2 separate regions of the Podarcis muralis genome follow, and region 2 is linked to region 1. The links are chromatin contacts, called in public Hi-C maps. All regions are on one chromosome and are shown on one strand. Each heading gives the region's core, a stretch centred on a gene start, on an enhancer-like site or on the middle of the called end of the contact. The rest is flanking DNA. Distances are from core to core; before and after follow the strand shown.

Evidence for each region. Hi-C and Micro-C count contacts between places; a contact is called where the count stands out from the background.
Region 2: a Hi-C map of blood shows a contact between it and region 1, with 3 times the contacts expected there. The contact joins the promoter of ATAD3A here to the promoter of SSU72 in region 1. A contact is called at or near these places in 2 of 3 Hi-C or Micro-C datasets (blood and tail).

The regions. Positions count from the first base shown.
Region 1 is chr7:19,933,929-19,938,066 of rPodMur119.hap1.1, reverse strand. It overlaps SSU72 (SSU72 homolog, RNA polymerase II CTD phosphatase), which reads right to left and starts at 1,966. Exons shown (of 5, transcript XM_028740878.2): 1 at 1,693-1,966. The coding sequence starts at 1,772. It overlaps LOC114602536 (actin-related protein T2-like), which reads right to left. Exons shown (of 1, transcript XM_028740879.2): 1 at 3,721-4,138. The coding sequence ends at 3,803.
Region 2 is chr7:20,094,341-20,098,478 of rPodMur119.hap1.1, reverse strand. ATAD3A (ATPase family AAA domain containing 3A) reads left to right here and starts at 2,225. Exons shown (of 16, transcript XM_028740873.2): 1 at 2,225-2,509. The coding sequence starts at 2,302. LOC114602531 reads right to left here and starts at 909. Exons shown (of 5, transcript XM_028740871.2): 1 at 750-909. The coding sequence starts at 822.

The DNA.
Region 1 (4,138 bases), core at 717-3,216:
GGGTGGAAAAAGAGAATGACAGCAAGTAGAGAGCCCTCAAATAAGGGTTCAAGAGCAGCATCTTTTCCTCCTGCAGCCCTTCAACTAGAGTGGGGAGGGGAATCTATAATCACAATAAGGTCACAGTTCCTTTACTTCAAGATTCACATGCTGGCATCCGAGGAGGAAGTAAAAATGAGACAGAAAAGGAAACTGCCACATCCTTTAAAGATTGTATCAATACTATCTCTTCTCTTTCCCTCATTCTCATTTTACATAAAACTTATCAAGAACTGTGACGCTGCCACAGCCTCAAATAAAATAAAGTGAGTTTTATTGAAGGGCAGTATAAAAACTCTGTAACAAAAAATATATTAAATCATGTCAATCCCACCCCTCAATATTTGCATAGTCTTATAATTCAGGAGTCTTGTTTTCACACTCTCCCAAGGGATTGTCATGATACATAAACCCCACCCCTCAAAATAAGCATAAAGCAGTTTTGTTCTACTTGCCAGATTGCTGTATTTTGGTTCTGTTTTAATTCTGGTTTATGTATAATGTATTGCACAACACATCCTGGAGTACGTATTTTTTTATAAACAGAAGTCAAGACTTGCCTCCACTGCGATTGGATCAGCCCCTACCCCCTTGTGTCAGAGAACATCAGATATGGCTCTTCCCCAATAGGGAGATGTTCAAGGGCAGCACCAGGGAAGAACCAGGATGAATAAAGGAATAATCCCACCACCACAGGAAACTCATGTTACTTCCATTCTTGATACCAGATTTTAAAATGCTTTGTTGTTGTGTGAAAATATTTTCGTAAGACAGTCTTGAGAGCCTCTCAGGGGTATAAAGTGGGATAAACATACTCTTCATCCGGGCCTTTAAGAGATATGTTTTAAAAGACCCCGCTATATTCTTCTTATTATTAAGTGTTGTAAACATTTTCAGTATTGCATGTTTACACTGCTGCAACCCACACCCAGGACTTTATGGTGGATGGCAGGTAAGAAACCTAAATAATGACATAAGGGAAACCTGCTGGATCAGGCCAATGGTCCATTAGTCCAGCGCCCTGTTCTCAGTGTCCAAGCAGATGCCCCAAAGGGAAACCCTCAAGCAGGGCCAGATCACAAGAGCACTCTCCCCTCCTGCTACTGGCATTCAGAAGCATTACTGCCTCCAGCTATGGAGGCAGACCACGGCCGCCATGACCGGCAGCCATTGACACCGCTCTCCTCCATGAACTTGCCCAAGTCTCTTTTAAAGCCAATTAACAGTAAGCAATAATCGTTTTAACCGAATCTGAAAGTGGCATCTTCACGCTATTGGAACTCGCCCCGTGACCTTACAGGGAAGGGCAGTTAAGAAATGTAATAACTACAATAATAATAATAATCCACCGCCCGGCTTCTTGACAAAATTGGGAGTTCGATCTACGTCACGGAGCCCCTTGCCGTAAATTATTCCACCCGATGTGGAAGAGCTTTCCTTGACGTTATCTCCCGCTACCAAGAGAATGGGGGGGGGGGACTGTAAGGGTTAACTGACGTCACTGTGACGACGCCGAGGATGAGGAGGCCCCACCTTGATCCAATGTGGCGTCAAACACCCCCCCCACCTCACTTCAAACGGGAAACCAGAGAACGGAATTGGAGAGGGGTGAGGTAGCTGAGCGAGGCCTAGCCAGGCCCAGAGTTGCTTTACCTGAGGATATTGTGGGCCTCCATGCTGCGGTTTTGGTTGCTGGAGCAAACCACAGCCACCCGGAGCGGCGAGGAGGGCATGGCTGGACGCCCGGCGGCGAGGAAGGGGCCGGGGCGGGGGCCTGGGGAGGGGAAGGGTCGAAGAGGGAAAGGCGGCGGGTGACGGCAGCGAAGGGCCCGCGGTGAGGTTCCCAGGCGGTGGTGGTGGTGGCGGCGGCGGCGCTTCCCTTCTCGTCTCTCTCACTCACATACACAAAATGGCGTCCACTGGGACCGGAAGAGGCGGGGCTGGCCGACGTGTCCGGCTCTATGAGCCGCGCCCCGCCTGCTTTCGCTGCGACCTTTTTCGCCTTCCCTTTCCAACCATAGAGAAGCGGAAGTGAGGGGCAGAGCGTCTGGCCAAGGGTTTTTTTTTTACCTCCCCAACCTCCTTCTCGTAGTTTCCCATGACGACGACGACAATGAAGGGAAGTTGGGTATTTATGCGCCAGAGGGAAAAATCCCCGGCACCAGAGGAGTGATATTTGCATATCTCTATGGAAACGGCCGCGGGTGGCGCTGTGGGTAAAAGCCTCAGCGCCTAGGGCTTGCCGATCGAAAGGTCGGCGGTTCGAATCCCCGCGGCGGGGTGCGCTCCTGCTGCTCGGTCCCAGCGCCTGCCAACCTAGCAGTTCGAAAGCACCCCCGGGTGCAAGTAGATAAATAGGGACCGCTTACTGGCGGGAAGGTAAACGGCGTTTCCGTGTGCTGCGCTGGCTCGCCAGATGCAGCTTTGTCACGCTGGCCACGTGACCCGGAAGTGTCCTCGGACAGCGCTGGCTCCCGGCCTATAGAGTGAGATGGGCGCACAACCCTAGAGTCTGTCAAGACTGGCCCGTACGGGCAGGGGTACCTTTACCTTTACCTTATGGAAACGGCAAAGGGCCGAGCGAGAACTTTTGAAAAGGGGCGAGGAGCAGCCGCCTCCGCCTCAGTTTTAACTGTCATTCCTTTCCCCAATGACTTCTGGGAATTGTAGTTTAGGGGGCCGCATGAAACAAATTCCCTGATAGAGTCCTTCGGTTCTCAGGACTACATTTCCCAGTTTGCTTTGCCCTCCACTCAGGAAACCTGGGAAATATAACCCTCGGAAAGGCAAAAACATATCTGAGGGGCTCTCAGAGGAAATGGCAGTTAAAGCAGGATTAACTCTGAGCTGGAAATGTGTGGCCCTTCCAAAACTGAAAAGGTTGTTAAAACTTTTACGCCTTATCACAAAGGATACTGCGAGCTGTAGTTTTTTTATTTTGGTTTTAACAACATTTATATAGCACTTAAGCAAAAGCTTTAAGTGCTTTACAATAAATATTAAATTTATCAATGAAAAAATTAAAAGTGAGGCATTAAAAGCATAGTTGGAAGGTGGTGCTGGAAATTCTCGGTAGTGATCCCTCTCTTTTGATGAACCTCCGCAGAAGAGTTTCCCAAGACCCTTAAAAAGGTAAAGGACCCCTGACAGTTAAATCCAGTCGCATTATCTACTTGCACTTTTTTAGCATGTTTTTGAACTGCTAGGTTGGCACAGCTCAGTGGTTTACACCACAGTGCCACCCGCATCCCCCCCTCCCGACCCTTAGGGAAGAGTTAAAGCCCAGGGTTGCCATGACGGCAGTATCCCAAAGCTAGTGATGTCACAATGCAGGGTGATGTTATAAGAGAGTGCCTGTGGTGTCACAAGGCTGCCAACTCTGGAAAAGCACACAAAATATTGCAAGAGTTAAGGCAGAGCCCAGAAGGAGTATGAAGGCAAAAAAAGGGATATTCATGGAAAAATTTGATTCATTCCTCTCCCCCTCTTGATTTTCATTGAGAAGAATTGAAAATAGAGAATTAAAAAGAAAAAGAAAAACCTCATGCCTCCTGCTTTTTTCAGAGTAATGAGTGAAAGCTATCCTTTCACAGTCTCAAAAGCTCCTCCAGAACAAAATACAAACATAATTATCATAACATGAAGGTCACGCTCATAAACACAAAGAGAAAGAGACTGGAGGATTGAACACTCTTTGTACTTTTATTAAAGTTACAATCTTGCAGATCAGCTTTATAATCATCATCATAAGTATACACCCTTCTTAAAAGCACTTTCGATGGATTGCACCCGCACCAAATTCCTGGTAGTCCTCACTGGTAATCCACATGGGTACAAAAGAGTCCAGGTGAGTTAGAATGGATCCTCCCAGCCAGGCAGCGCACATTGTATCTGGAGGTGCTATGATTCGCAGCGGAACCCCCTGTGGGACTTGGTGTTCTATCTCTTTAAAAATCCTCTCATCGAGACCCTGGAAAAGTGATGATCCGCCTGAGAGGACCAGGTTCCCATAGAGGAGGCTGCAAATATCCCTGTCACACTTTCTAATGCTCTTGGTGATCATGGCTTGGATGCCCAGGGCCTCAACACCGATGATCTT
Region 2 (4,138 bases), core at 976-3,475, 160 kb before region 1:
TGGCAGGAGGATATGGTATTTCATTTACCTTGGACCTAGTTCATTTAGAGCTTTAAATTACAACATAAGCACCTTAAATCTGGCCCTGGATATCTGTATTTAGACCATCCCAATTTAAATTCTGAGTAGACATACACAGGACTGCATCACAAGCCTTGGTGTACTCTAGGTTGTAGCCAGTGTTAGTCCTACTGAGATTAGACCCAGTGAAATTAATGGAAATGGCTCATTTTGTCCTATTAATTTCAATGTGTCTACCCTGTGTAGGACTTAGTTGGCGACAACTGGGATTTACTTCTAAGTAGATGACATACACGGGATTCCACTCTCAAATCGGAACTGAAAGAATGGAGCTGAGAGATCAATTCCCAGAAATTCCCCTTAGATTTAAAGCCTCAAATTGGGATAATATATCCCTCCTTCCTAAACCAAGTCCCAGCTTTAAAAAAAAGGGGGGGGGTCTTTTCTTATAATTTCGAGATCTGTAAGGGCATGTGTTTGAGTTTGCTTTCCCCTCTACCTTCCTATTCCTATTTTCCTCATGTGTCATGACTTTTTTAAGACTGCGGGTCAAAAACAGACCCAGGAGCTGATTTGTAATACATCCTGAGAGCCATTTTTGGGGCAAATGCAGTAAATATACATAAGAAAACAAAACATACCCGCCTCCATTTCTCCTATTAATTCATTTAAAACATACAATAAATAAAAGATAGCCTTCCCAGAATCGCCCGTCCCTCTCCCAGCACCTGAGGGTGACTCCACTGCCCCGCACCCGCAAAGCTCCAGCCTCCGCCATGCGCGCCCTTCTCTGCAAAGCATCACTTGGCATCCTCCTTAGCGACAGCCTCAACATTCCCGTTGCTAAGGAGAAGGACCGCCTCCTTCTTTGCTACAGGTTGAATTCCCCTCCCTGCCCCCTCTCTCTCAGGTCCCGCCCTTCTTTTCAGATCACCCAATCGCATCACTGCTCTCCGTGGGAAGAATGGGTTCACTGTGCTGAGAGCCAATAAAAGATGAGAAGAGTCAAAGGCACGTGATTTAGGAGTCCCGCCTTCTGCTTCTGCTTCAGCCCAATAAGCATTCCTGAAGAGGAGGACCCACAGAGATAGGAAAAGTATAGAGCAGGCATCCCCAAACACAGCCTTTCAGATATTTTTGGGACTACAATTCCCATCATCCCTGACCACTGGTCCTGTTAGCTAGGGATGATGGGAGTTGTAGGCCAAAAAAACATCTAGAGGGCCGAGTTTGGGGATGCCTGGTATAGAGTGACAAGTTGAATAAATTGGTATGTTGTTGTTGTTTAGTCGTTTAGTCGTGTCCGACTCTTCGTGACCCCATGGACAGAGCACACCAGGCACTCCTGTGTTCCACTGCCTCCCGCAGTTTGGTCAAAGTCATGCTGGTAGCTTCAAGAACACTGTCCAACCATCTTGTCCTCTGTCGTCCCCTTCTCCTTGTGCCCTCCATCTTTCCCAACATCAGCGTCTTTTCCAGGGAGTCTTCTCTTCTCATGAGGTGGCCAAAGTATTGGAGCCTCAGCTTCAGGATCTGTCCTTCCAGGGAGCATTCAGGGCTGATCTCCTTAAGAATGGAGAGGTTTGATCTTCTTGCAGTCCATGGGACTCTCAAGAGTCTCCTCCAGCACCATAATTCAAAAGCATCAATTATTCAGCGATCAGCCTTCGTTATGGTCTAGCTCTCACTTCCATACATCACTACCTGGGGGGGGGGGATTGCTATAGATATATCTATATATCTATAGCATATAGTGGCAGTGGAAGACAGGAGTGCCTGGCGGGCTCTGGACCATGGGGACACGAAGAGTCGAACACAACTAAACGACTAAACAACAACAACAACAACAACAAATATCTATATTGCTATAGTTATATCTATATTTCTCTCTCACACACACACACACACACACACTCAGAAAAACCTGGTGGGGCACACATTCTCCATCCCTCCCCTAACAGTTGCTAGATTCCAAGTCCCACCAGCATGGCCAATAGCAAAGGATCCATGGGAGTTGTAGTCCAGCAAATACTCCCAGGACTTCCGGTTCTGCATCCTTGGCTCTAAAACGAAACTGTGCGTATGAAGCCCGTCTGTCCCCCAACTCTATGGTTCCTCGCATTCTTTTTTTTTTGTGCGCGTGTGTTTCCCACCAATGGCAACGCGCCGGAAACCGGAAGGGGCGGCGACGGCGCCTGCGCAATGTGAGCGGCGCTGGGTCCGCGTGTGCGCCGCTGCTTGCTGCCTGCCGGCTGGGCTGCAGAGAGGAGAGCGGCGCTCATGTCGTGGCTCTTCGGGCTGAACCGCGGCGGCGGCGGAGATGCGGGCCTGGGAGCTCCCCCCGGGGCCCCGCCGCTGCCGCCTTCGCCGGCGGGGGCCTCTGGGGAAGGGCCGGGCGAAGGGGGCCGCCCCAAGGACAAATGGAGCAACTTCGACCCCACCGGCCTGGAGCGCGCGGCCAAGGCTGCCAGGGAGCTGGACGCCTCCCGTGAGTCGGAGGAGGGAGGGGAGGAAAGACAGGGCCGCGGGCAGGCCCAGGCCCTACTCAGGAGTAGACCCGCTGAAGTTAATGGAGGCACGGCTAACTGGGGGCCATTGATTTCAGTGGGTCTGCTAGGAATAGGACTAAGTTGGATGCACACCCACAAAAACCTTTTACGTAATACGTGGGGCATGAATGCATGAGCGCATGGTGGGCAGGTGCTGGGAGTGTATGGGTTCCAGATGGCGAGGGAGCTGACTGTAGTGTAGAAGGAAGGTCATGGGTAATTATTATTATTGTTGTTTATTTATCTGGCTGAGTTCCCCCAGCCATTCTGGGCAGCTCCCAATCAAGTGTTAAAAACAGTACAGCATTAAATATTAAAAACTTCTCTAAACAGGGCTGCCTTCAGATGTCTTTTAAAGATAGGATAGCTGCTTATTTCCTTCACATCTGAAAGGTGGGTGTTCCACAGGGTGGGCACCACTACCAAGAAGGCCCTCTGTCTGGTTCCCTGTAACCTCACTTCTCGCAGTGAGGGAACTGTCAGAAGGCCCTCGGCGCTGGATCTCAGTGTCCAGGCTGAACGATGGGGGTGGAGACGCTCCTTCAGGTATACATGACCGGGGCCATTTAGGGCTTTAAAGGTCAGCACCTTTGTAAGGGGTGGTGATAGGGCTGGTTGGATCTACAGGGCTGGAGCGCTTCTTTGAAAAGCAGGGTGTGAGGGCAATAAGAGTTGTGTGTGTGTAAAGGGTTAACTGGATCTAAGAGATGCCCACCCCCCAAAAATCCCTTCTTTAAAACGCTAGGGAGGCAAGAGCCACATGTGCGCTGCATCTGCAAGGTCCTCTCTCGTGTGCCCCAGCAGCTCTGTTTTTACAGGACAGAAATGGGAAATTCATAAACCAGGCTCCAGAAAGTGCTGCAAAATGCCAGGAATGTGAGTCTGAGGGCACATTTCTGAAGCGGCATTTGTGCCCTCATGTTTCAAACTCTGGAGAGCCAGTGTTGCAGTTTCCCCAACAGTGGTTGCATCAGTGCTCAGCTGAGGGAGGGTTGCCCTTTGACCTTGCAACTGTCATGTGACTCCAGCAGGCTCTGTAAATGTTCAGCAAATGTTCAGCAGCTCTAAGAGCTCTTTGTTACAGCAGAGGTTGGCCAGAGGGGCTGCGTTGCCCCAGAATTATTGCTATTATTATTTTATTTATTTACTTTCTATACCACCCTTCATCATAGGATCACAGGGCAGTTCACAATATAAAAACACAAAAGCATGTAGCATAGTAACACAAAAACCCCAAAGGTTGTATAGAAGAGAATGAGGCCCTCAGGTCAAAAATTTTCTGAAACTCCTGATTTATAGGTTTGGTCCATACTTAGTTATGCTTAGAGTAGGCCTATTGGAGTCAGTGGGGCCTGGGAGAAACCTGCTCCGTCTTAACCTCAATTACCTTTGAGAATTACAGTGGTACCTCTGGTTACGTACTTAATTCATTCCGGAGGTCCGTTCTTAACCTGAAACTGTTCTTAACCTGAAACACCACTTTAGCTAATGGGGCCTCCCGCTGCTGCCGTGACGCCAGAGCATGATTTCTGTTCTCATCCTGAAGCAAAGTTCTTAACCCGAGGTAC